Regions from separate parts of the Mus musculus genome. Here regions 2, 3, 4 and 5 are each linked to region 1. Evidence: chromatin contacts called from public ChIA-PET and HiChIP or PLAC-seq data. All regions are on one chromosome and are shown on one strand. Each heading gives the region's core, a stretch centred on a gene start, on an enhancer-like site or on the middle of the called end of the contact. The rest is flanking DNA. Distances are from core to core; before and after follow the strand shown.

Region 1 (2,644 bases), core at 80-2,579:
TCTAACAACACAAAGAAATACAATGTCTTTTCATTTTTAAAAACTTCTATTTCCATAGTTTTAAAAATACCTGTTATATCTGATCCTTCAACCTTTGGGAGGGATTCAGTTCCAGCATAAAATCTGCATTAAAAACAAAACAACAAAAATCCCACTGTTAGCACTGCTCCCTGATGGCCTCAGCTCAGCTCCTACCGCTAGCTCTGCTGACTCAGCTCCACCCGCATGCACACATTCTGAGCCACATTTATAGAGGCATTTAGATGTAGTGTAAACTTGTAACCCAGTTTTATTTATTTTTTTGTATTGGTCCAAAGACATCGTATGAGCTAATTATCCACTCTACAACTGACTTAAAACCACCTCCTATTTCCACCAGGCCACTGCATGAAGGATGTACAAAGAAATTACATAAGTATTTGCAACACCACCAGATGGAAAGAATGGGGTCAGACGTTTTAAGGCTTTCTGCTTTTACTAAAGTCTTAGCTTATTCTTAGCTGAAGGTTCTCATAACGTTCAGTCCATACTGGTAATATTAGCCTGCCCTTTATTTGTGAAAGATCTGTTACTTTGCCCTTTCTTTTTTGCAGGGTTAAAATGAATAAGGGGGGGGGGTGATAAAGAAATTTGTGTAGGGGCTTGTAGCGGCACTCACGGAAATGTAAACTTCACGAGAACAGGGCCCTAGTTTAAAGGGTAATTTTGGCTATACATAGTATTGCAACCAACCAATAAAAATTTTCCGAAAGAATTCCCGAACTCGCAGATCTAAAGATCACTAAATACGACGCTACCTCGTGTTACCCTTGAGAGGGCCGGGCCTCGACCATACAAATGCCTTTGCATCTTACCTACTTTCACGACTCTCAGGGAAATGCAAGACCAAAATGACTCTGGGTCTTCTTACCTGCAACAGACCTTCGGTTCACACACACCCGTCCCCCGAGTGGTCTGCAGCAAGACAAGCCCGCTGCGAAAGGACAGGCGGCGAGCTGCAACCGCCGCCGCCGCCATCTTTGGACTCTTCGCGGAGCACGTCGGGAACGACCTCCGCCTCCAGGGTCGAGGGGCGGGGCTGGCGTGGAACGTCTCATCTCCAAACGGGTGGTCACAAGGTCCTGTTTGGCTAGACTAGCAGCGGAACGCTCAGTACACATCGTTCACCTCGAATAAACTTACTTGAAATGCTGTTCTAAAGTCTCCTGTGTAATTTTGCTTTTAAACTGAAGGAGGGTTTTGAGACAGTTTTCTTCCACTCCTTACCCACCCCGAAAGCAAAAATGAACTCGTCCAAGCCAATTTGCCAAGCCGCGGTTCTCGCACGCAAGCGCAGTGGAAAAACACATGGTGGCTCTGCGCTACAAGACTCAAGTGGCGTTCTCTGCGGCTGACTGGAACTTCTCTCGTAGTGACGGACCTCAAAACTGACTCGGAAGATGCTGGCCTCCAAGCACACACCATGGAGGCGGCTTCAGGGCATTTCCTTCGGAATGTATTCGGCCGAAGAGCTCAAGTAAGGAGTTAGTGGGATGCGTGTAGAACAGGGTTGTGGAAGTTGGAGCTGGGAACTACGATTCCCAGAAGGCTTTGAGCCGAGCCAGTCCGGGGGCGGCGGGGTCGGGGTGGGGGGTGGGGGGCTGGCTGCCTAGTGCTTGCTTGCTGGTAATGGGAAGGAATGCGCTTGCTGCATTTTCATCTGTTCATCTTCCTCATTAATCAACTAGTTTTATGTCATTTATAATCACATTACATCACACGCTTATCAACTTCCTAATTAGTCTCCTCTGGTCCAAGCGATGATGAACTTTTAAATCTTGGATCAAGACCCTGGCTATGAAGTCCTGGGGACTCTTCTCTAATGCTTTTTGATCACGATAGCATACACGCTTCTTAGACTCCCATTAATAACTCAACATGCATTAAAAACTCCCAGCATTGCCGGGCAGTGGTGGCGCACGCCTTTAATCCCAGCACTTGGGAGGCAGAGGCAGGCGAATTTCTGAGTTCGAGGCCAGCCTGGTCTACAGAGTGAGTTCCAGGACAGCCAGGACTACACAGAGAAACCCTGTCTTGAAAAAACAAACAAAACAAAACAAACCCTCCCAGCATTCAGGAGACAGAGGCAGGAGGATCTCTGTGGGTTCGAGGCCAATCTGGTCTTACAGAGTCAGTTCCAGAGCTTCGTGGACACAGAAAACCCGTCTCGAAAAATAAAAAAACAAACAAACAAAAAGGTAGACCACACTGGTAACATCAGCACTACCCCCTCTAGGACACATCTTGCCATTGCAATCTCCATATGTAATCAGTCAGTCTTCATTTCCCTGCCCCTGCCGCATGGTAACCACCTGTCTACTTTCTATTTCAGTTATTCTGACTGTTCAGGCCCCTATTCAAGTAAAAGGAGTCAGTCAGCCCCGACTTCTTGTAACTGGCCAATGCATTTAGCATACTGTCCTCAAAATTATAGATAAATAGATCAGAACTTCCTTCCTTTTTAGGGTTAAGTAAATAGAACATGATATAGATAGATAGATAGATAGATAGATAGATAAATAGATCAGAACTTCCTTCCTTTTTAGGGTTAAGTAAATAGAACATGATATAGATAGATAGATAGATAGATAGATAGATAGATGTG
Region 2 (2,644 bases), core at 96-2,595, 450 kb after region 1:
GTTGGGGCCGGGAAGGGATGGACCGAGTACCTTACTTAGCCAGGGCAGAATGCAGTTGGAATGGAAGAGATGATGGCAGGGCATCTCAATCACAGTCTCCTCCGCCTCAAATTCCAAAAGGCACACGGGGCACTTGAGATCTTGAAGAGGAAGTGTCGATCAGGAGAGCAGTTAAGGCCCAACCCAACCTCCCACTCAGACACAGGCTTGGCCTAGAACACTAACAGGCCAGATTGTTGGTGGCTAGGGGGAGTCGGCAGGCAGGCAGGTCTGGCTTATCTGCCCTAAACAGAAAAAAAAAACAAAAAAGGCCTTGTGTCCTCACCAGCCTTGGCGCTACTGATGACTGTTCTAGGGAGGCTCTCCACCACAGCCTTGGCAGCTGGTGGGGGAAGGTGGTGTTCCCAATCTACCAATCCCAGGTCCTCAAAGTCCATCCTATTAAAGAGTGATCTGAGGGAGAAAGTATAAATCAGAACTAAGGAAATCATCTAGTTCCGGCCCCCATAATCCACTGGGAAATACCTGTCCTGGCTAAAATAGTAATAATAACGAATAGTGCACAAGAGCTCCTCAGTAGGGTGGGAGCCAGAGGTGGTGGCCCATGCATTTAGTCACAACACTTGGGAGGCTGTGAGTTCGAGGCCAGTCAGGGATACATAGTGAGATTGTCTCTAAGCAAAACACACACACACGAAACAAACCCACCAGCACAGCTCTCAATCAACCCCGGCTCGCTTTTCCCTTTTTCTTTCTACCTCCCAAGTAGTTGGATTAAAGGTGTGCACTATCACTCCAGGCAACTTTCCCATTTTACTAGAAATAGCAGTCTCAAAGAAGTCGTTCAGGAATAAGCCAAAGTTGATTCCAGGACAGCAGTGAGTTTCTCTCCTTGCTTATTACTAGCAAAACACTACCCAGTTTACACACTTGGGCACAGGCCGTGTCCGCCCCCATGACAATCTTGTCCCGTGCCTCCCTTTGCTACACCCACCCTTTCTATCTTCGTCTTTCCCACGATCCCCTGGCGGGCCCTACTCATTAATAGCCCAAATTAACGACTCCGACTCGACTAATCGCGTCGCCCTGACTAACATTATTTACCCCACCTCCCAGGTTAACCCGCCCTCTCCGCCAAACCCCAACCCAGAAACCTGCCGCCCGGGGCCCAGCTCCAAGCCCCGCGCACTCTTCTCGCGAGTTCCAGCAACATATTGTTGCGGGCCTCACGCTCAGGGTTCAACGGCTCGCAGTCGTGCTCATCAAAATAAGACGCCATGGCTCCTGGGCTGCCGGGCTTGTCTGACACAGCTTTAGGTTGCCGCTGGAGAGCCGAATCCAGCGCTGGCCAATAAGCGATCGAATTTCAAGAGGAGAGCCAATCAGAGTGCTCCTGGGGTGGGCATAGTGACTCGCACACAGAGGCGGAAGTACCGATGCAGCCGCCTCTCGTTGGTTGGATAAGTCAGGTGACCAAAGACTAAAGCCAATGGGGTTGGAGAAAGAGGAAATTCCGGGGACTTTTCGGAGCCAGGATCTGAGGGCTCTCGCCGGTTTCTAGAAGTGCCAGTCCAAGCCGGAAGTATCTCTACTGTGTCTCCTTGGCTGAGTTTACCTGCATGTTCCACCTACTCCCTGAAAGGAAAATTCCCACGCATTGATTATGTTTTATGCATAAAAATGGGTGAAGGGCCTGGAGAGATGGCTCAGCGCACCCAAGTTTTAGTCCCAGCACCCACTGGATGGCGCACAACACTATTTCCAGAGGGTCTGATGCTCTGCGGGCACCAGGCAAATAAGTGACAGACAGACAGACATGCAGCAAGACACCCACTCGTATTATAAATAAATAAAGCAATCGATGGTGCATGTCTTTAAGTCTGGCACTCAGGAGGCAGAGCCAGGTGTTTTTCTGTGAGTGGGAGGCCAGCCAAGGCTAAAAAGTTGAGACCTTGTCTCAATCAATAAAAATAAAAATTAAAACAAATAAATATAAACAATAAAAGAAGGAAAATAGACAAAACCATGCATGATTAGGAGTTCAACTTGGGCAGTTTACTGTAATTCCAGCTCCAGGTAATGCCTCTTTGCTCCTCCTCCCCGGTACCTACATTCACCTGACAAAGCACACATAGTTATAAAATAAATTTTTTTGAAATTTTTGAAAAGGGGGGGAGTGACCGCCAGAGGATTGCAAACTTAAGACCAGCGTGGGCTACATAGTAAAATCCTGTCTTTAAAAAAATTCAAAGGAGAGGCATATTCAGGAAAAGAGCATTCCATAAATACCTGATTGTAATTGTCTAGTACTGTAGTGCGGCACCTCAGAGGGGCCTTAGAGTTCATGCTGAGCATCTGCTCTACCACTGACCTGGGTCTCAGAAGTAGCTTGCCCAAAGTGAGTGCTGCTGACCCACCTAGCAGGGCAAAGTGCTATCCCCCCATCTTTCTCAGAAGAGGAAGATGATAATAAACCCAAGGAAGGTAACAAGTGCTTAGAGCTCTCAAGGTGGCATACACCCATCGTCTCAGAATTTAAGAGGCCACTGGGCTTTTAGGGAAACACTGCCTCTAACAAACAAACAAACAAACAAACAGTATTGTCTTAAGCCCTGTATGTTTGTTATCTTTTTGTCAACTTGAC
Region 3 (2,644 bases), core at 100-2,599, 420 kb before region 1:
TCCATGGCTCATTTGCTCCCTGATTGAGGGTCACACTCTCTCCCTAAAAATTTCACCCCTGGTTTAGGGTTGTTCATGCTTTTCCTTGCTGGCTAACATTTCACCTGGAATTCCTACTTGTTTTCCTGATCAAGAAGACTCACACACACGCACACATGCACACACACGCGCGTACACACACACACACACACACACACACACACACAGAAACAGAGAGAGAGAGACAGAGTGGGGGAGAAAGACAGAGAGAGGGAGAAAGACAGAGAGAGAGAGAGAGAGAGAGAGAGAGAGAGAGAGAGAGAGAGAACATGACCCTGCTAGAGTTAAATAAACACGGAACCAGGTACCATACGCTTGCCTGTCAAACTCATTTTATATGAGTTCTTCTGGCTGGCTAAAACACACAGACCTTTGCACCTGGACCTAACCACACCTAACAACTTTTGTCCTGACAACTCAGACCTTCATTGTCTACTTTTTAACCCTCTAGGAGACTAGCCACAACTGGATCACATACTAAAATTCTTTTTGGCCATACCTCCTCCAACACACATGTGAAAATCGCATTCTAAAGCAAAGGTAGAAAAACATCTGTTTTCAGAGTTTCACCTCAAGCACCTCAAGCCAGCTGTGCCACCCCTCCCCCCCACCCCACCCCGAACAAAAAACTAAACAAAAGAAAAACCCAAAAGCATCCGCGGTTGACAGGGACTGGACTTAAAACACAGATTCTGATTTTTACAGATCTTGATGATTTGGGTGGGTGTGGTGGTGCACGGTTTTTTTTTTTTTTTTTTTTTTTTTTTTGGGTTTTCGAGACAGGGTTTCTCTGTGTAGCCCTGGCTGTCCTGGAACTCACTCTGTAGACCAAGCTGGCCTCGAACTCAGAAATCCGCCTGCCTCTGCCTCCCGAGTGCTGGGATTAAAGGCGTGCGCCACCACGCCCGGCGGTGCACGGTTTTAATCCCAGCACTTCCATGCCTGGCAGGCAATCTCTGAATTCTGAGGCCCGCTTGGTGTTCAGAGCGGTTCCAGGCGGGCCAGGACTATTTAATAAGGCAGTGTCTCAAAACAAAACAAAAACCACAAACAAAAACGAACATCTTTTAGCAGCCTTTATTTTTCACGCTCAGCACAAAGGTGCACAGTGTCGCAGGGTCCAATGTCCAATCCTGGGACTGAAATCAGTGACTAAACATCAGCGCATCAGAGGGCTGGGACCGCGAGAGCACAGTAACTCGGAAGGTTTACCCAGCCCAGCCTCCCGCAGCCCCTCTCTCCCCTTGCACCCCGCGGCTTCTAACCCCGCCCCTGCCGAGACCCCGCCCCGATGCCGACGTCAGTTGTTATGTCTTGACTGGGGCCGCGGCTACAGCGGGTCCAGTGCTCTGGGGGCGACGGCCGCGGCCTGCAGAGGCGGCAGGGACGGTGGCCGCGGTTGGCGCGGCGCGTCCGCACGGGGCTGGGCACCGCGCGGCTACGCAGCTGACAGGAAGCCGCCCGGGAGAGCCGCGTTGGGGCCTAGCGTTATTTGCTTTTTCCTCTTTTTTTCCTCCCTTCACGACTGTCGTCTCGCGCTCCTCCTCAGCGGGAGCCGCCGCGACGCCCCCTCGCGGGCCGCGGGGCCTGATAGGCGCCGCCCGCGGGAACCTGGAGCTGCCGCCAGGCCTGGGCGGCCGCCGGGGCCTGAAGCCTGGGCGTTCGGCGCGGCGCTGCGGCGGTCACTCCAACCCGCGCTGGGCGCGCCGGGCCCCGGGCCTGGCCCAGCCGAGTACCGCGCCCTCTGGACCACTCAGTCCGGCCCCAACCGCCCTCCGCTGGCCCGCAGTCCCTCGGAGCTGCCTCCCGGTCACCCCAGGTGGGCTCTTGCCCTCTTCCAGCCGTCCGCAGCTCGATGGGTGGGGTGCGTTTGAACGTCCCCCCTTCTCCCTTTCTCAGCTCCTGACCGCAAGGCCAGAGCCGGGGCTCTCAGTCGCACGCACGCCGCGATCCACCTGCCTCCCCGCGGGGATGGCCCGCCGGTGACCGCCGCGCGCCCTCGCTGCCCTCGCCCAGGCTGCGCTCTGTCGCCCCGCACTCGATCCCCTTCCCTTGTCCACGGCGTCCCGGCTCCTGGCGACGCCAAGAGGGCGAAGATGTGGCTGAAGCTGTTTTTCTTGCTCCTGTATTTCCTGGTCCTGTTCGTCCTGGCCAGGTTTTTTGAGGCCATTGTGTGGTACGAGACTGGCATCTTTGCTACTCAGCTGGTGGATCCGGTGGCATTGAGCTTCAAGAAGCTGAAGACCATTCTGGAGTGTCGAGGGCTGGGCTACTCCGGGCTGCCGGAGAAGAAAGATGTTCGGGAGCTGGTGGAGAAGTCAGGCAAGTGCTGGGCTCCTGGAGGTCGCCTCCACTGTCCTGGCTCTTACCCACTCCCCAGAATTAGGCGGTCCCCAGAATGGTTAAACAGACTGCTCCAGAGAGCTGCCCAGGTCATCTTTGTCTACGTTTTCTAAATAAATATGTAAATCTCGGTTTGGAAAAGACAACTGTTAGGTGTATTGGTGTGTTCCAAAGGCTCTTTGGAAATGACAGTTTGAAAGTGTAGCTTTAAAAAAAAATCATTAAATTGAATCATTTGTCCCAGAATTCAGGAACGTCAGTT
Region 4 (2,644 bases), core at 58-2,557, 310 kb after region 1:
TCCCAGCTGCTAGTCCTGCCCCAGGATCCCACAGCCCAGGACAGGCCACCTGGTGACTGTTCCCAGAAGGTGCCCAGATTCTGAGCAGACATGTCCCAGAAGCCTTTGGCGACAGTGGCGGCAGCCGGTTCTTTAAAAAGGCCTCACGTCATGCCTCAGTCAGCTGTGGGGGCCCAGGCACTGGGGTGTTTACGGCTACCACTGTTCTCCCAAAAGCTCCTCTGTGCCGCCCCTCTGATGAGCCAATGGATGTGTCTCTGTCTCTTCCCTCCTCTGTCTTCTGCAGGTCTCACCCCAGCCCCTGCAGACACAGTGCTTGCTTCTTCTGGAAGCTGGGGTCAGTCAGGGTAACAGTGGGATGACTTTGCAGCTCAATGCTACTATTTGGTTAGAACTCCAACCATGACAAGTTACCAGGCCACACTTTTGAAGATGACCTCAGCAATTACAGGTCAGGACCTGGCCACACTGATCCAGACACACATCCAGACACACGCACACGTACACAAGGACAAACATCAGAGTATCTTCCTCACTTACCTCTGGACAATATTTCCTTTCTTTTTGAGACAGGGTTTCTCCCTGAACCTTGTCATTTCATTGTCACATGCTGCCACACTCAGTTTTTTATGAGTCTACTGGGGTGGGAACGCTGGTCCTCACCTTTTCATAGCAAGCCCTTTACCCATTGAACCATCTCCTTAGCTACTGTCCTCCCATTAGACTCCCTGACCCTCTTGCTTGCCTGTCTCTTCCAGCCCAGAGGAAAACAGTCCACTATTCCCCGGATTAACAGCTTTGAGCTTTAAAAAAAAAGTTGTCAATATCCTAAGAACTAATTAGGTGGCCTTCAGGTACTCCAAAGAAGTAAGAAATGACACCTGGTGTCAGAAGAGGAAGAAACAACACTGAAAGCAAACAAGGGGGTGGCGGGGGGGGGGGGGTGGATAAAAACCAGAGATAAAAAGTCAAGAGCAAACAGCGGCGCCTGAGAAACACGAACTGCAGCCGCCAAGTTTTACGGCATCCAGCCCTGTTATTCATAAGCGAGTTTCCTCTCTCACAAAGAACCTTTTGCACGGTTTTCGCTGTTGCCTCCAAACCAGCTGCTCGCGCTGTTGTATCCTGAGTGATGATGAGGTTCTGAAAGGGCTTTCTGGGAACAGATGGCCAGGGGAGAGCTGGGGAATGTGCCAGCGGAGGGCTGGGCGAGCTGCCAAGGCCTGCGGTGACTGAGTTCTTGGGCTTCCAGCTCGCGTGCTTTCCCTGCCCTCTGCCCTCCGTGGCGCCAGCAGGCCTTCCCAGCGAGCGCTCGGAACATCTGGAGTCTGGGGTTGCCAGGAGGGGGGGCGGGCGGCCTGGGGGGGGGGACCCGCTGTTCCTGCGGAGCTCCCATAGACTTGCAGGCAGGCAGGCCTCTCCCAGCAGCTAATCAAAACCACAGCACCGAATGGGAACCAGGCGGCGCTCCCAGCTGCAGCCGGAGGCCGCCAGGCGACTTAACCCGGTGTCAGGCCTCACTGGCGGCGCAGCCCTGGGGGTACTCGAAGCTGATGACACCCCCTCCCCCGCCCCGAATCCAGGCCCACCCCACTCCTTGCCACCACCAGCGGGCTATTGGCTCCCTGCAGCTAAATGGAACCTCCACGTGCTGCAGATGCCTATTTACATAAGGGTTCCAAGTGGGTATAGCACAGGACATAGCCATAGCGTGCTGGCTGGGGGGTGGGGGTGGGGGGGCACTCCTGGGCAATCTTCAGGGGAAAAGAGGTTGTGGGTTTTCAACCAAAGAAAGGGAAACCTAGTTCCTAGCCCTAAGGCACATGGCTTTCTCTTGGCCTCAGTTTCCCTTCTGTGCAATGGGGGCCAGGGGGCACTGCTTCCGACTCCAGGAGTATTACTGACAAGGAGTAGAGATGGTAGATACAGTGCTTGGTGCACAGTATACCTCACCATATGGATGGTGTCTGTTGATGGCGGTCTGTTTATTGGCATTCTTTTGAGCCAAATGTTGCCTAGATTTCTTGATATAGATCCACGTCTTTTGAAATCGGGGATTTATGGACTGGCTGCTTGCTGGCCTCACTTTAAAGGGCAGGATCAGCGCTTCAGATTCAAGTGCTAGAGATTCGAGAATCCCTAACCTGAAAGATCCCCATCTGTCCACCCTGGGTACCTTCCCTGTCTTGAGATGTTCCTTCCCAGGACTAAATATGAACTTGTCATTTTGTGGCTGTACATTCAGAGATTCCCTTTCTGAGAAAAGGGCAACCCCTTCTGACACAGGGTTTTGTTTAATCTCCTCAGCAAGGCAGAAAGGAAGGTATGATGTTCCTGCTTTATGGGGGGAGAGTCCTGGGGACCAAAGAGGTTAAGTAACAAATCCAGGGTCACCAAGAAGAAGTACGAATGCCAGGATTTAACACCTTGTCCCGTCCCAACATCCTGTTTTGTTTACTTCACAATTAAGCATGCCAGAGAAGGCAACACCCATGAGAGGTGTAGAGCTCTCGGGGGGGGGGGGGTGTTTCACCCCAACTCTACACAGCCACCCTTCTGAACCATCCACATCCTAAGCACAGTGAGTTCTTGCAACAGAGATGGGTCTCATGTCTGAGCATGCAGGGCAGTTGCTTTTTTTTTC
Region 5 (2,644 bases), core at 99-2,598, 280 kb after region 1:
TACATGTCTGATTAATGAGTCTGTTAAAGGCAGGTGGCCAAGCCTGGCTTTTGAGGAGATGTCTGGCCCACGCTTTGAATCTAACAACAGAATGTCGCTCTCCTTATCCAGACTCATGTGTCTTCAAAAGGAGGCAAGCAGTGGATCCTTGTCAGAGCAGTGTGTACTGGCTTCAGCTTCAGGGCAGAGATCGCTCGGTCCAGGAACCAACACTGACCCACAACATACGCTATAACCCAGCCAAGGGTGGCAACTTTCTTGGAGATGGCCACATGGCTGTGGCCCTCACATAGTCCTTCCCCTGGGCACCCTGACTTTCTTGATTTTATTTCCCAGAACCTTGAGGGGATTGGGAAAGGAGGAGGCTCCAGAGCAGTTTTGAGGGACACATTCAGTAGCCACAGGCAACAGGTGGGGGTGGGGTGGAGCAGCAAGAGCAGGAGTGGGCACGGGCCAAGGCCCGGGCTGTCAGTCACCACAGGAAACAGCCTCCTGAGCTTACAGTGGGCCCTGTGAAGACTGAAACAGGCCTCCTCTCCTCTCCTCATTCCCTGTACCACAGCCTGGGCAAAGAGACCATACATTCCCATCTTCCAAAGCTAGTAAGAAAGGCCTTTCTGCCAGCCCAGTACAGTGGAGTCCATTTGGATTCTATTTTAATTTCTTTCTTTCTTTCTTTCTTTCTTTCTTTCTTTCTTTCTTTCTTTCTTTCTTTCTTTCTTTCTTTCTTTCTTTCTTTCTTTTTTGAGCCAGGGTCTGGCTAAGAATCTCTGGCTAGCCTGGAACTTGGCTATATATACCAGACTGATAATTTCAGACTCACAGAGATATACCTGCCTCTGCCTCCAAAGTGCTGGGATTAAAGGTGTGCACCACGGTACCTAGTGATTTTAATGAAATCACTATTTCTAGAAGTTGTGAGTCCTGCTATATTCTCACAAGCTGATTCACACACACACACACACACACACACACACACGAGTCTCATGTATCCCACCCTAAGAAGCAAGCCAAGGATGACCTGAGTACTCTAATCCTCCAGCCTCTGCTTTCTGAGTATACTGGGGTTACTGGTGCACATGTTCACACCCCACTCATGCACTGCTGGGATGGAATCCAGGGGCTCTCCATAGGCAGGCAATCTATTAACTGAGTCACACCTCCAGCCACTCACAAGATGACTCTATGTGGAGTTATGAGGAGCATTCCTGTCGGTATCCCTCCAGGGTTCAGGCGAGCTGGAGGGTCCCCACTGGTGAAGGCTGAGCAGGTGGGAAAGCCCACCATAAGATCACCTCCACCTGTACTGTGTGACAGTACTTCCCATTCTGGCCAGCAGAGGGCGGTGCCGCACCATGAAGACGTTCCCTCTCTGAGGCCACCAATTTCAAGGATTGTTAATGGAATAAGGTGTGCTGTCTGGCAGCTCTCCCCTGCTTCCAGTAGAACAATCAGATTCTTGGGTCACCAATGTGTGAACACCAGGTTCTAAGCACCTCCGGACTCCACCATAACAGGTTCACAGCACTGGGACCTTCTGGGAGCCTGGGAAGTCTTGTGGGTCTGAAGCCACTATGTGTTCACAAGGCATCACCAAATCTGTTAGGCATCAGGGGTGTCCTAGAGGGCACTCTAGGCTCAGAACAGCCTTTTTCTGGATATGGGTTGTTCTCCAGAATGTCAAAGCTACAGAATGGTTAGGGCAGAAGTGGGGGCCACCAAGCTACAAATTCTGTAGGTGCCAAATCAGGGCACACCAGCCTCCCCAACACTGATTCCTCCCTTTTCAGTGCTTAGAAAGAACTCTGGGTCAGCCATTCCCTCAAGCTCAGCCACACGGCCTTAGGTGGTACCCCAACTGTGGCTCCCACAGAAAAATCCTGTGGCTCCCCAGGGGTATTTAGGACTCAAACACCCCATGCATGCCTTTCAGTCCTGAGGAATTCAATTATATGGGAAAACTTAGGTACAAAGAGTGGAAGCGATTTGCCCAAGACCTCAACGAACCACAATGCCAGAAGTTACAGCCAATAACTGGATTCCAACAGGCCTCTTGGCTGTGAGTTTCTGGGGTTCGAATCACCGGGGAAAGCAGAGGCAACTCCTGCCGTCTAGAAGTCTGGGAGAGCCGCTGTGTGGTCACAGGCTGGGTATAGATCATGAGTGTAGTGCTGCCCTGGGCAGGAGCCCCTCTAATTCCAGCATGAGTGACTTACCAAAAAGACACTGAGATGCCCTGGGAGGTGTCAGCCCTTGCCTGTGACTAAACACAGCCTCTTGGCAGGTCCTCACTGTGGGGGACAATTAAGAGGGGAGAGAAAGAAAGGAGGGGCTATCAGAAGAGCCATCCACATCACTGACTGGACCGATTCCTGGGGCACAGGGTGAGTGATGCCCCCTGTGTCTCCCTGTCACTGTGCAAGCTGGCTTGGGTCCCTCTTCTGTTCTCCGGACTGGCATCCAGAGGGAGTATTGTGACCAGCCACCCAGACTTTCCATCAGAGGAAACCCATTTCTGTACATGACAGACACTGCTTTGTGTAAGAGACTGGGCCAGGGATGCAGGGATCCAGATGAGAAGCTAGAATGATGAGGATATAACCTCATCCTGGACCAGAGGGGTCAAGGTCAACAGGATGGGAGG

Evidence for each region. ChIA-PET counts read pairs in DNA pulled down with a chosen protein or histone mark. HiChIP or PLAC-seq counts read pairs in DNA pulled down with a chosen protein or histone mark.
Region 2: a contact with region 1 is called in an HNF4G HiChIP or PLAC-seq map of pancreatic cancer cells. The contact joins the promoter of Rnf181 here to the promoter of Polr1a in region 1. A contact is called at or near these places in 7 of 39 promoter capture datasets (the 3T3-L1 cell line, the C10 cell line, cranial neural crest and 4 more), 1 of 484 Hi-C or Micro-C datasets (liver), 9 of 115 datasets of contacts at active chromatin or transcription factors (T-cell acute lymphoblastic leukemia, bone marrow-derived macrophages, effector CD8 T cells and 5 more) and 3 of 9 other capture datasets (liver, macrophages and pancreatic islet).
Region 3: a contact with region 1 is called in an RNA polymerase II ChIA-PET map of memory CD8 T cells, with 24 read pairs. The contact joins the promoter of Rnf103 here to the promoter of Polr1a in region 1. A contact is called at or near these places in 6 of 39 promoter capture datasets (the C10 cell line, hematopoietic stem and progenitor cells, hippocampal neurons and 2 more), 1 of 484 Hi-C or Micro-C datasets (stem cell-derived motor neurons), 2 of 115 datasets of contacts at active chromatin or transcription factors (astrocytes and memory CD8 T cells) and 1 of 9 other capture datasets (adipose tissue).
Region 4: a FOXA1 HiChIP or PLAC-seq map of pancreatic cancer cells shows a contact between it and region 1. The contact joins the enhancer-like site here to the promoter of Polr1a in region 1. A contact is called at or near these places in 1 of 15 datasets of contacts at CTCF or cohesin (the NIH/3T3 cell line), 1 of 484 Hi-C or Micro-C datasets (bone marrow-derived macrophages), 5 of 115 datasets of contacts at active chromatin or transcription factors (bone marrow-derived macrophages, embryonic limb bud, large pre-B cells and 2 more) and 2 of 9 other capture datasets (adipose tissue and macrophages).
Region 5: a contact with region 1 is called in a FOXA1 HiChIP or PLAC-seq map of pancreatic cancer cells. The contact joins the enhancer-like site here to the promoter of Polr1a in region 1. A contact is called at or near these places in 7 of 39 promoter capture datasets (HPC-7-derived erythroid cells, the SN4741 cell line, embryonic stem cells and 4 more), 1 of 15 datasets of contacts at CTCF or cohesin (the NIH/3T3 cell line), 1 of 484 Hi-C or Micro-C datasets (bone marrow-derived macrophages), 23 of 115 datasets of contacts at active chromatin or transcription factors (the 230-238 cell line, the HPC-7 cell line, the NIH/3T3 cell line and 19 more) and 3 of 9 other capture datasets (adipose tissue, liver and pancreatic islet).

The regions. Positions count from the first base shown.
Region 1 is chr6:71,907,724-71,910,367 of GRCm38.p6, forward strand. Polr1a (polymerase (RNA) I polypeptide A) reads left to right here and starts at 1,330. Exons shown (of 34, transcript NM_009088.3): 1 at 1,330-1,516. The coding sequence starts at 1,440. It overlaps Ptcd3 (pentatricopeptide repeat domain 3), which reads right to left and starts at 1,039. Exons shown (of 24, transcript NM_027275.3): 1 at 911-1,039; 2 at 71-123. The coding sequence starts at 1,017.
Region 2 is chr6:72,361,087-72,363,730 of GRCm38.p6, forward strand. It overlaps Rnf181 (ring finger protein 181), which reads right to left and starts at 1,346. Exons shown (of 5, transcript NM_025607.4): 1 at 1,155-1,346; 2 at 326-453; 3 at 31-140. The coding sequence starts at 1,279.
Region 3 is chr6:71,492,528-71,495,171 of GRCm38.p6, forward strand. It overlaps Rnf103 (ring finger protein 103), which reads left to right and starts at 1,350. Exons shown (of 4, transcript NM_009543.3): 1 at 1,350-2,361. The coding sequence starts at 2,136.
Region 4 is chr6:72,215,629-72,218,272 of GRCm38.p6, forward strand. All of the region lies in intron 2 of Atoh8 (atonal bHLH transcription factor 8), which reads right to left. Among named protein-coding and RNA genes, the nearest start is that of Gm52906, 15 kb to the right of the region's middle. RefSeq lists an enhancer at 1-2,644. Within about 2 kb of position 1,308, at least 146 of the 459 cell types and tissues checked have an H3K27ac peak or open chromatin away from gene starts, as enhancers often do. A contact at or near this core is called in embryonic limb bud and pancreatic cancer cells, where this site is marked.
Region 5 is chr6:72,184,738-72,187,381 of GRCm38.p6, forward strand. No RefSeq gene overlaps it. Among named protein-coding and RNA genes, the nearest start is that of Gm38832, 24 kb to the left of the region's middle. Within about 2 kb of position 1,349, at least 22 of the 459 cell types and tissues checked have an H3K27ac peak or open chromatin away from gene starts, as enhancers often do. A contact at or near this core is called in pancreatic cancer cells, where this site is marked.